2 separate regions of the Canis lupus genome follow, and region 2 is linked to region 1. A link is a contact called in public Hi-C data. All regions are on one chromosome and are shown on one strand. The core of a region is the stretch at or near the end of the contact, and the rest is flanking DNA. Distances in the headings are between cores, read along the strand shown. Region 1 holds the start of SSBP4 (single-stranded DNA-binding protein 4). Region 2 holds the start of RAB3A (ras-related protein Rab-3A).

Region 1 (6,133 bases), core at 1,966-4,465:
CTGTAGCTCCTTCTGGAATATAGCTTTGGGAGGGCAGGGACTTGGTGTCTTTCATTCACTACTGAGCTTACATACAACAGAGCCCAGGGCATTCTGGGCCCCTAGCTACCCCAAATGAATGAATAAACCAACACTGGGACTCCTTCCTGCAACGTCAGGAGGATTAACACAGGCAGTCTGGTAAGCACCAATAAAAGTTAGCTTAGTATTTTGATGTTAAAGGATTTGGGGTTTTATCCCCAAAGCAAAGAGAAGCCAGAGAAGATTTTAAGTTTTTCTGATTTCTCTTATGTGTTCGTACTTTAATTTTTACCAGGATAGAGTCTCAGGGAAGAATTGTGAGCTATTTTTGAGTGAAAAATTCTGAAGCCTGGACATCTGGCCATGTTGTTTTGAGACCTTCCAGGTACTACCTCATGCAGGGCTTCCAGCTTGAGGTGTCACCGTCCAGGCCCTGATCTCAGTTACAGGGAAGGGCCTGGGCCCTGGATCCAAATCCTGGCATCCCCATCCCTAACCAGGTTGGCAAATGACCTGCAGAACAAAGAGCGTGCTCACGGGAGGGGTTTCTGCTGTAGGGGGGCAGGTGGATGGAAGGAACAAGTGACCTAGAGGATATGGAGTCCCCAGACCCCAAGTGCTCACAGGAAGAAATGCACATGGGGCTGTTCAGGTGACATGCTGGTACGTCAGAGGCTTGTAGACTACAATACGGCACCACCACTGTAATCACAAAGAACTGTGGTAGGTAATGGATGCTCTGAGCACAGCACAGCATCCTCCTCCCCATTAAAGCCCCTGGACTTGCTGCTGGGGGCTGGGAGAAACCCCCTATCAGAGCTTTGTATCACTCCTCCACAGAGGATTGCTCCAGCCCACACATTTTTCACCCTTCCCCCCACCCCCCAAGGCCAGGCCTTCAGGTATCTCTCACCAGGGTGGTGACCACCCTCCTCACCATCTGCCCGGCAGCCTCCATGCTTGTTACAGCCCTTCTCTCAGCCAGTGGCCAGGGTGATGATCCTCACAAATTCCACCTCTGTCTTCCTCCTCCTCCTGTTCCTTCCCTCTTCTTGGAAGCTCCCCTGTGTCCACTGGCTCTGCTTAGCCTCTGGGACTTAGTTCCTTTCTCAAGAACCTCTTGCCCATCTGCCCTTCAAACAAGGCTGCACACAGCCACACCTGGAAGCCCCGCAAGAGCCAGAGCAAACACAAGGTGATTCCCTCATCTGCTGGGCTAAGGAAGAAACTATCCGCGGTCACATGCCCCATCTCAAAACCAATCCCAGGAACAAACACAAGACACCCAGTGACACCAACCATGGTTGTCATTAACGGAACGGCAGCACTTCACGTTGGCAGAACCTCTGGGGCCACAGGGGAAGGATATAAAGGGGACAAAGGGGCCTTCGACTATCCCAGCCACCTTCGTCCCCTTATTTAAAAAGCCCTGAAACCAAGGACCAAATGCAGTGCTAGTTAGTTCTGGGTGATAGGTGTCCTCCAGGCTGCCCTGTAGGCTGGGAGTGTTTATTATTGGATCCACCATCCACACACCCAGCAGGTACTCAGTCCATTTCTGGGGCAGGCTGTCCCAGACCTAGAGTAGAGATGAGCAAGAAGTGGGCTCAGGACAGGGACCTGAGAGGGAAGAAGAGGAGGAGGAGGCAGGTCTGTGAGCAGGGAAGAAAAACACAGAAGCAGAGAGCTCAGGACCTGAGCAATGTAACCCCCCCACACACACGCCCATTTCACGGAGGAGGAAACCGAGGCCCAGAGGCAGGAAGTGGCTGGGGTGGTGGCTGCCTATGTGGGGTGCTCTACCTGTAGCCTTTCACCCAGTCCTTGTGAGAATCCTCCAAGGCCGGTTGTCCGTATCTCAGAAACCAATGCTCAAAGCAACCCACGGACCTCTTCAGTATGCCCACCCCCATCTCCGCCTTCTGAGAGAGCTCTCCGGTTCCCCAGACCCTGAAACCTCAGCAGATCGCTTCCTCCCCAGGGCCCGGGTACCCCCGAGTATTGAAAGAGGGGACGTGGCCATCTGGTGTCTTCCAAACTTTCTTTAGCACCAGGACCCTATCTCCAAACCAAGGCTTAGAGGGGACCCTCTATAAGAAATGGACGAGCACAGGACAAATCTGGCCATCAAAGGGACTGGGAATGAGACACGATGGGGCCTTTAAACTCCGCGTGAGGTGTTTTCGCAGATCCCGGGGTCCTCCCACTGGGAGCCCCACCCAGCTGCCCTGCGCGCGGAGCTGAGGCTAGTACCCTTCAGGCCCTCTCCTCTCTCTAGCTCTTCCTGACAGGCAGGGGTCCCCGACTGGTCAGCCTCGCCCGCCCCGGAAACTTCCCTGGAGAATGTGGGAAACCGCTCAGTGCGCGACCTCGCGCGCACGCGCGACCGCAAACTCGCGCATCCAAGTCTCGACCGTCGGGGAGGTCCCGCTCGGGTCTCTCGCGCCCCCGCAAATGTCGCGACCCCTTGAGCCACTCGGGTCTCCCTAGCCCTCGAGTTTCACGCGCCCACTCAAATCTCGCAAACCTCGGGTCTCCCGCGCCCCTTCAACTCTCACGACCTCTGGGCTCTCGCGCACCCCCCCAAACCTCACGACTCCTTGCGCCCCTCAAGCTCCCGAAGTCTGACGCGCCCCTCAAATCTCGCGAACTCTTAAGCTCCTCACACCCCTCAGATCTAGCGCACTCCCACACATGTCGCGACCCCTCGAGCCCCCTCGGGCTCGCGCGCCCCTCAAATCTCGCGCCCCTCGGGTCTCGCGCGCCCCCGTAAATCTCGCGACCCCTCGAGCGCTCGGGCCCCGCACGCCCTGCCCCCGCGCCCACGTGCCCCGCGCGGTGCCCGCCGGCACTGGGGCCCACGGAAGCTGCGCGGCCGCCGAGCCCCGCCCCCGGCTCCCGCGGCCTCGGCCCACCGACTCACTTCTCGCGGGCCTGGCTGTCGGAGGGCACGGCCGAGCCCTTGCCCCCCTTGGCGTACATGCTGCTCCGAGCCGCCGCCACCGCCGCCGCCGGGGCCCACACCTGTCAGGCGGCACCGCGGGCCGCGCTAGCGGTCGCCATAGCTACCCCGCGCCCCGGGCCTCACCGCCCCGAGCCCCGCGCGGGCACCGCGGGCATCGTCCGCGCGGGGGAGCTCCAGACGGCCAAGGCGGCGGCGGCGGCGGCGGCAGCGGCGGCAGCTCCAGCTTCAGCTCCAGCCACGGGTTTTATTTTCTTCCTCTCTTCCCTCAGCGCGGGCTGTTCCGGGAAGCGCGCGCCCCCTCCTCCCGCCGCGCGCGCCCCCGCCCGCCGCCTCCCTGCCGCCCGCGGGCGCCGCTCTTAAAGGGGCGATGGCGGGCGCGCGGATGGGTCCCGCTGTGGGGACCGTGGGCCGGGCGCGCACGCGCAGTGCCTGCCGCGGTGGGAGGGGCGCGGGGACACACACGCAGGCACGGGTGGGGACGGCCACCTGGGGACACACAGCAGGATACAGTTGATCACGGCTACACACACACTCCCCAGTTAGGACCAGCTGCCCAAATTGTACACCCAGGAACACAGCCACACACAGTTGCAGCTACAGTCTCGGACAGCGGACTCCACACACATAAATCCACATAGCTACTTGAACAACCAGTGAGAGTTCCATAAAGCAAAAAGCGGGGTGTATCACCCCGCAGCAGAACTACCCGACCCAACACACACACACACACACACAGCTTGAGAGAGAACTACCGCACATACAGCTCACTCAGGGACACACCGTCATACACACAGACGTATACACAGTGGCTCGCAGAACAACAAAACACACCGACCACCATCACATAGACCTATAACCGCAGAGAGACACACGTAAGCTCAGCTGTGCTATAGCTTCCAACAAGCTGTGGAAAGAGCCCATGCAGCTACTTGCAGTCACCCTGGGGCACACCATGGCAGCCTGAACAGGGCTCCACACACAGCCCTGGGGTCTCACAGTGCCATAAATGTGTCAGTGTCACACAGTCACATGGCCTGTAGATACAGCTACACACACACACAACACACATATGCAACACAAAGACAACCACACAGGGAGTTCCTGGGATACCTGGGCCCCTCCCTGGGAGCCACCCTGCACTGCCCCAGTGTCAATAGTAGTCGGTGGGTGATTGTTGACTGGGTCATTCCTGCTGCCACTTCTTGACTTCTGTGCTGCCACCTGTAAATTGGGTGCAGCCCACATTTAATCACCCCTCTGAAGGAGTCAAGACTGCAGGCAGTGGGTAACTCATTTCCCCTCCTGGGGTCCTTCTTCCAGGGAGTGTGAGATGGGGCAGACACTGAGGTAAGTGTTCCCGGGAGGGGTGGAGGAGGCCTGTGCACTGGACCTACTGGCAACCAGTAGGGAGAAGCAGTCCAGTTGTGACTCCAGGTCTGGATGTTTCTGTGAATATTTGCCATAGGTGTTCTTTTTTCCTGTACATGACTGCAAGTGTGTGTGTGTGTGTGTGTGTGTGTGTCTGTGAACACGCAGTTCCTGTGTGAGTGCATGGATACATCATTATGCGAGGGGTGGTGGTCCAGTGAAAGGTTGCTGCCTGAACAACTGGCCCTGGCTCTTCCGAGGTGGTTGTGTCCTTGGCAGTTGTGCGGGGCCGAATAACACCGTCACACGTGTTCACAAATGTGTATGCGTTTGCGTGCATGTGCACATGCCTGTGCCTCCACGCGTGGGTTGATTGCTAGCTCCCTGGGACCTGCGTTGTGTACTCTGGTTTCCTGTGTCGTGTGTGTCTGCGTGTGAGTGTCTAGATGGGAGTACCCTCTCCCACAGCCAGCTGACCCCGTGTTATACCTCCTTTCTTAGAGGCTGCGCCCCGCAGTGGGGATCCCCACCCCTCAGGCCTCCTGGCAGTCGGGAAGTGGGAGCCGCTAGGGTTCCAGACAGGCGGAGAGGAAGGGAAGGGCCAGGCTGGCCCCAGCCCCGCCTCCATCCCGAGGGGCCTCAGCCGGGGTTGGAGGGGGACGCCAGCCCTTCCCACTTCCTGTCCAGCCGGTCGTCCCCTCCCCCAGCTTCCTCTCCCGCTGGGGGCCCCCCCAGCCCGGAGCCGGGGTAGAGGAGGGGCCTGTGCCGCGAGCGAGTGGGGGTGCGGCCGGCGAGCTTCTGTAGGGCCTCTTGCTGGCGACTGCCAGCGCCCCGGACGCCACCAGCGGACGGACGTGGGCCTCCAGGGCACCCTCATGTAATACCCGCTCCCACCACCGCTCTCCAGCGCTCACTTTCAACGAGACACAGAGAAAGTGTGGCTTACCCAAGTCACACAGCGTATTGGTGACAACTGTGACACCCAGGCCCTGCAGATGTTCCTCCTGCTACCCCAGGCACCCCTTATTTATCTCCCAATGCTCCGTGGCTCCCCAGGTTCTGTGTGCCCTGCGCGGGTCCTTCGCCCTGAGCCGCGGCTCCTTGAGTCGTTGGGACTCTTCAACCTCCCCACAAACATTTACTGAGCGTCTGCTGGGTGCAGGGACCTGGGGACCCAGCCAGGACGCGTTGCTACTGCTTGCGAAGCAGAGATTCTGCTGGGGAAAGCTGACCGTCAAAAGCTGGCGAGTCAGGATAACCTCAGGGAGCACTACATGCTGGGCAGAGGGAGGGCTTCCCGGGGGAGGAGAGGACCCAGCGACGGCCGGCGAGTGGGCCCGGCTCCCAGAGCAGGGTGGAGGCGAGGGGAGAGGAGGGAGACGGAGGCGCGAGCTGCGAAGGGGGAGGCGCGGCCGGCTGGAGCGCCTAGCGCGGTTCTCATGGCAACCGAGACGGATCTCCAAACACAGCCTCGGTGCCCGCGGAAAAGTCCGAGAGGAGCGAGCTCTGGGCCCCCCACGGCGTCAGGGAAGCTGAGCCGCAGGCACATCCAAACGGGGCGCACGCCTTGTAAAAGCCGAACCCGCAGAAGAGCCCCCACCCCGCACCCGTACGAGGGACGGGCACGGGGAGGGGAGTTTTGTTTTGTTTAACAAGGGGAGGGGTGGATCTGAAAGATCTGAAAACAAAATGTTCAGCCTGCAGTCACAGAAGTGCAAGGGCCCTGAGATGGGTGCGCGGTGAAGGTGCTGGAGGCAGAGCGAGGAGGGCCGTGCGGCT
Region 2 (6,076 bases), core at 1,794-4,293, 180 kb after region 1:
GGGCCCATCTCCTTCACAGAGCTGGAAAGAGGCTGTCCTTTGAGCTTGTTTAGTGAGTTCCAGCCTCAGGGCCTTTGCACTCATTGTCCCCCCTTTCTGGAACATTGTTCCCTCACCTCTCCATCTGGCCAGCTCTTTCTCCTTCAGGTTCCTGCTCAAATGCCACTTCTTTTCAGGGAAGTCTTCCCTAACCTCTCTGGCCAAAGTCACCCTCTCTTCAATCATTCATTCATACATGTCATCCCATCACAGGGCACTTACTGTGTTCACAGGTCTAGGTGCTGGGGACACTAATCTGTGTCTCTAAGCATAGAGCCCAATGCAAGGCTTAAACTCACGACCCTGAGATCAAGACCTAAGCTGAGATCAAGAGTCAGATGCTTAACTAACTCAGCCACTCAGGCAACCCTCAAATAATTATTTCTGATAGCAGATGTGGCAGGAGGGAGAAATATGGTGATGTGATAAGGAGGTGACATGAAATTGGAACCTCTGAAAGGAGGCGGGTGCCCATCAGAGATCTGAAGAGAATGAGAGAGCCAGGCTTAGAAGGAAGTTGGGGAACAGTACTCCAGGCAGAGGGAACAGTGGGCACAAAGGCCTTGAGGCAGGATTGCACCTGGAGCCAGAGGGAGCACCTGACCACCTGACCTGAGGAGAAAGATGAGATGAGGAAGTAGCTGGTGGGTGGTGGGTGGCTAGAGGGCCTGGGCTGTGAGGTGGAGTCTGGACTTGACTCTGAGTGGGGTGGGACTTGGAAGGGTTTAAGGCCTCTTTCTCACTAGCTCTGGTGTCCCAGGCTGTGCAGCAGTTCCCCATTCAACGACCCCTAATTCCAGAGTGGAATGCTGATTCTCTCTCTCTCTCTCTCTCTCTCTCTTTTAAAAAATATTTTATTTATTTATTCACGAAAGACACAGAAAGAGAGAGAGAGAGAGAGAGAGAGAGGCAGAGACAGAGGCAAAGAGAGATCCAGGCTCCATGCAGGATGTGGATGTCCCTCCATGCTGGACTCATCCAGGGACTCCAGGATGACACCCTGGGCCGAAGGCAGGCAATAAACGGCTGAGCCACCCAGGGGTCCCAGAATATTGATTCTCAACAATAAAGGCCTTGCATTATTTTTGCTTTATTTTATTTATTTTTAAAAAAGATTTTATTTATTTATCTATGAGAGACACAGAAAGAGAGGCAGAGACATAGGCAGAGGGAGAAGCACCCTCCAAGGAGCTGACTGGGGACTCCATCCAGGACCCCGGCATCACGCCTTGAGCCAAAGTGATGCTCAACACTGAGCCACCCAGGCCTCCCTATTTTTACTTTGAAATACAAATTCCTCTGTGCAGTAGCTGATGCACATTGTTGGGGGGGGGGGGCTTCCCTCCTTTGGAAAAACAAAACAAAAAATGACAACAGGTATTTCTCAGTGCCATGCACGTCCAAAGCCCAAAGCATGCTTTTGGGAAGCCTTACAGGTCCTCACCTCCACCAGGGTGTGTGTGGGCCGGTTCCGGGCCAGCCGTGCTGGGGGCCCCCACCGACTGCCAGCCTCCCTGCAGGGGGGAGGTTGGAGATGAATTTATTTTTATTTATTTATTTTTTTATGTTTTTCTCAATTTTCCAATTCTCCGCAGTAGGTTCATAATACTCTTATAGTCCGAGTGGAGGAGAGGAACAAAAATCCTACCCTTAATAAAAAATAGATTTCTCAACGCAAGGGACGTCCGGCTCTTCCAGGGGGCGGGGGGGGGGGGGGGGGGGGCGGGGGGCGGGCTCCAGGCGCTAAGTTATTCTGGTCTCTAGGCGCCTCCGCAGCTGGCGAGCTTTTTATAAACAGGACGCACCCCTCCGCCCCCCACCCCCGCCGCCCCGCGCCTGGGGAGGGAGCAAGATCAGAATTCTCTTGGGGCCACGCTCCTCCTGCCGGGTCTGGGGAGCGGAGTTGAGGGGCAGGGATCCCAATGGGGCATAGGGGCTCATTCTCCCGCACGACCCCCCAATTCTGACATTTCTCCCTCAAGATTTGGGAGAGTAAACGACTGAGCACCGCAGCCCCCAAAGTCTGCACTCGCAGAGTCTTGTTTCCCCAGGATGGAGGGGATCGGTCCCCTGCCTCAGTCAGGAACCAGGGTCGGTAAAGCATCTCCCAGCCCCGTCTTGGAGAGACGTCTTGTTGGGTCTTTGAACCTCGCTGAGACCCTCCCTGTTCCCCGTTGTTGTTGTTTCCTGCAGGTTTGTGGGGGGACTTAGGGGGGGAAGCCATTTCTCTGCCCCACTTCAGCATTATTTTCGAATTTTTCTCCGGAAAGGGGGGGGGGCGCAGGTAGAGGAGGGGTTCTTGTGTCAGCCCCTTCCTTCTTTTCTAGAAAATAGTTCCCTCGATCCCTAGATCCTCTTTCTTCTTTTTCATCTCAGCAAACAGGACCGGGCATCTACCCACCCGGTCCTCTTTGGGGATCTTACACTTTCCAGAAATTGGGAGGGGTCTCCCTTCACCCCTATTTTGGCTTTTTCTTCATTTGTACTTATTTTGAACCCGTGATTGGGGGGCACTGAGCGTCTCTCAGATGTCTGTTCCTCTTCTAAAATTGGGAATAGTGTTTTTAACCAGAGGTCGCGACACCCAAGACCCGGCGGGGGCCGCGAAAATCTCAGACTAAAGGTGGGAGGGGGCGAGGAAGGGGAACGCCCCCTGAAGACCCAGGCTCTGCGAAGGCCTCAACCTCCCAGCCCTGCAACCACCTGGGAGCCACCATTGGACAGGAGGAGAACAGTGATAGGCTCTGATTGGCTGATCAGTCCGTCGCTCGGGGGCCCTAAGCCAGTGAGAGGGCGCCATTCAGTCCCGCCTCCTTGACGCAGGCAGGAGGCGGAGCAAGTAGGCACCTCCCCCGCGTGCTACTGGGTGAGCACACTGATTCCCGCCCCACTCGTGCGTCAATCTGCGCGGGGGCCCCGCCCCTCCTGGCTCTGCGTGCGTCAGTGGGCTGTTGCTCCAGGCGCGGCTCCGCCCCAGGATGGCGTCACGGCTGCATCTGCATGTGAGGCCCCGCCTCACTCTTTGCAGGACGTCACCGCGGACTGCAGGGGCCTGAGCCGCTGCTGCTGCCGCCGCTGCCCCTGTCGCGCAGCCCCACATCAACGCAGGGGGCCCCGTCACCACCGCCGCCGAAGAGTCGCCGCCGCTAGGGTCACCACCGCATCGGTGCAGGGCAAGGTGAGTTCCCGGGCGGCCTGGTTCGCCGCCTCTCCGGATACCTACATAACCTTCATTTGACTGATGGGATTGCCGGGGTAGGGGAGAGATTGGCCGCGCTGAATGGGGGGGAAGGATGCGGCGGTCACAGCCCTTGTCGGGGTAGGGCCCTGGCTCCCCCTACCTGCCGGGTCCTCACCCTCACCCCCACCCCCCACCCCCGGCCTCTGCGGCGGAGGGGGAGGGGAGGCGAGTGCCTTGCGGGAAGCTGTGCGCGCGGGAGGCTCTGTGCGTGCGTGCGCGTGCGTGCGTGCGGTGTGAACACGCGTGTGCGCGCCCGCCGGTGCCAGCGGGTCTGTGTGCAAACCCTTTTGCTTATGTACCGGGGTATGCTCGGGTGACCCTGCGGGTGTCCCGGCCCCGGTGAGTGCGTGCTGCACGCATGTGAAAGGAGACGCATGGACTGTGCGTGTGCCTGCACGTCGTGTGCATACGTGCACGGGACTGCGTGTCCGCGTGGGTGACGTGTACACGCCTGCATGGGTGGAGGGCACCCTGCGCACGGGTGGGTTGGCATGTGTGTAAATGTGTGTTGGTGTGCGGACAAGTGTCTACGTCTCGTTTCCTGTGCACCGAATGTATTCGACTCTCGTGTGCACACGCGTGTACGGGTGTGTTCCCTGCTGCGTGCACGTGAGCAGGTGCACGCCCCGCCCTTATCACATGACCAGCTGTCTCAGCCCGATCCCTCCTAGCTTGGGAGCCTGGGGGAAGGGGGTGCTGCGACGCACATCCCCGCGGGGTCGTACACGCGTGTGCACGTGCGCCCGCGCGGCACCCTTCTGAGACACATGAATGATTGATGGGGGGCGGGGCCGGCTGCAGTCAGCCCTGCCCGCTCAGCTTAGGGTTTAGGATTACAGCCCGACCTAGGGCGAAGGCATGTTGGAGGGGGCCCAAGGGGTGTCCCCATGTCCATCTTTCTGAGCTGCTCCCTTGACACTTTTGGCCTTTCAAGGTCACAGCCCGCCCTTTGCCGTGGGCCCTACCGTTAGTACAGGGGCTCCTGATGAGATAAGAGTAATCTATAAACACTAGTCCTTCTCAAGAGCTCTGGAATTCTCTGTATCCTCTGCCTGGAGCCTGGGCAGCTGGGTGCGAAAGGGGACTCTTCAGGCTCACCTACACCCTGCACACCCAGATGGCGTCCGCCACAGACTCGCGCTATGGGCAGAAGGAGTCCTCGGACCAGAACTTCGACTACATGTTCAAGATCCTCATCATTGGCAACAGCAGCGTGGGCAAGACCTCTTTCCTATTCCGCTATGCAGACGATTCCTTCACGCCTGCTTTTGTCAGCACTGTGGGCATCGACTTCAAGGTCAAGACCATCTACCGCAACGACAAGAGGATCAAGCTGCAGATCTGGGTGGGTCCAGCTGGGGAGCTTCCGTCCCTATCACTTTGCCTTCCCAGAAAAGCAGCCCCAGCTTTGCCTATTTCCTGTTTGGATTCACTCACACACTGGGTGTTTATCAGGTGCCTACTGTGTATTAGGAGCTAGAGGCCCAGAGTCCTCCCATGGGTGCCTCATCACTGCTCTCTGGGAGTGGGGAAGGAGCAAATGCTGGGTCCTTCCATGGGTGCCTCATCACTTCTCTCTGGAAGTGGGGAAGGAGCAAATGCTGGGTCCTCTCCTCTGTGTATTACTGAGAGCATCACTGGGATTGGTGCCTCAGTTTCCCTATCTTTCAGTTCTTTCATGTGAGTCTGTATGATGTTTCAGCCGGATCTTGGCCCCCCCCTCCCCAGCCTCATTCCCTGGGACAGGAACAGGCAACCTTCCTCCCTTCCTCAGGGTCTACTGGCCACCTCCCTTAGCCCCACAGGGGCCCAAAGGAACCTGTTTAATCCCAAGCCAGAGCTGTCCCTTCTCTGTTCATTGCATTCCCATGGGCCACCTGGCCCGGGAGACCTCGCCTGCTTTGTCTCCCACCTCCGCTGCCTCACTGTTCCTCTGATGTATCAGGCACACTGATACAGAGACCCACTTCAGGGCCCCTGCTCCAGGCTCTGTCCTTTGCCCAGATTGTCCTTCCCCCCAGTCCCCGTATGGTTCCCTCCTCACCTCATCCAGCTCTCAAAACCATACCCTCACCCACATTGCCCTTCCATCTTTGTCAGACTTTATCTTCCCTCTCAGTCTTCATCACCTCCAACATAGGATACGTTTTCTTCCTTTTTGTGTTTATTGTCTGTTTCCTATAGAATTGGGTAATCAGTAGGCAGTGATTTTTGTCCATTTTGTTAACATCTGTGTCCCTGGTGCTCAGCCCAGGGTGTGGCACACACAGGTCAATGCCCAGGTACGTTGAATGAGTGAGGAAATGATTCTCTAGGTACCCGCCTCTGGAGGACAATTGAGCACAATGTTCTCTGTGTAGGTGGGCAGCTTGCTCCCCTGGCCCATTTTGCCTTTGGGCAAGCCCCCTGTTCCTTCTGGTCCTCAAGCAGGCTGGACTGGACAATCTTGGAGCTCATTTCCACTGAGGAGCTTATGTACAGGGCCTGACTCTTGTCTTTTTAAATTTTTTAAAAAGATTTTATTTATTTATGGGGAGGTGGGGCAGAGACAGCAGAGGGAGAAACAGGCTCCCACAAGGAGCCCAATGCAGGACTTGATCCTGGACCATAGGATCAAGCCCTGAGCCAAAGGCAGACGCTTAACCACTGAGCCACCCAATGGTGGCTGACCCCTGACCCCTGTCTTTTCTTCCCCAGGACACAGCAGGGCAAGAGCGGTACCGGACCATCACCACAGCCTACTACCGGGGTGCCATGGGCTTTATCCTCATGTATGACATTACCAATGAAGAATCC

The links. Hi-C and Micro-C count contacts between places; a contact is called where the count stands out from the background.
Region 2: a contact with region 1 is called in a Hi-C map of amygdala, with 2.0 times the contacts expected there. The contact joins the promoter of RAB3A here to the promoter of SSBP4 in region 1. A contact is called at or near these places in 2 of 9 Hi-C or Micro-C datasets (amygdala and blood).

Annotation. Positions count from the first base shown.
Region 1 is chr20:45,018,831-45,024,963 of UU_Cfam_GSD_1.0, forward strand. It overlaps SSBP4 (single-stranded DNA-binding protein 4), which reads right to left and starts at 3,216. Exons shown (of 17, transcript XM_038566814.1): 1 at 2,945-3,216. The coding sequence starts at 3,003.
Region 2 is chr20:45,202,589-45,208,664 of UU_Cfam_GSD_1.0, forward strand. RAB3A (ras-related protein Rab-3A) reads left to right here and starts at 3,044. Exons shown (of 5, transcript XM_038566840.1): 1 at 3,044-3,217; 2 at 4,398-4,625; 3 at 5,978-6,076. The coding sequence starts at 4,398. It overlaps MPV17L2 (mpv17-like protein 2), which reads right to left. Exons shown (of 5, transcript XM_038566839.1): 5 at 5,494-6,076.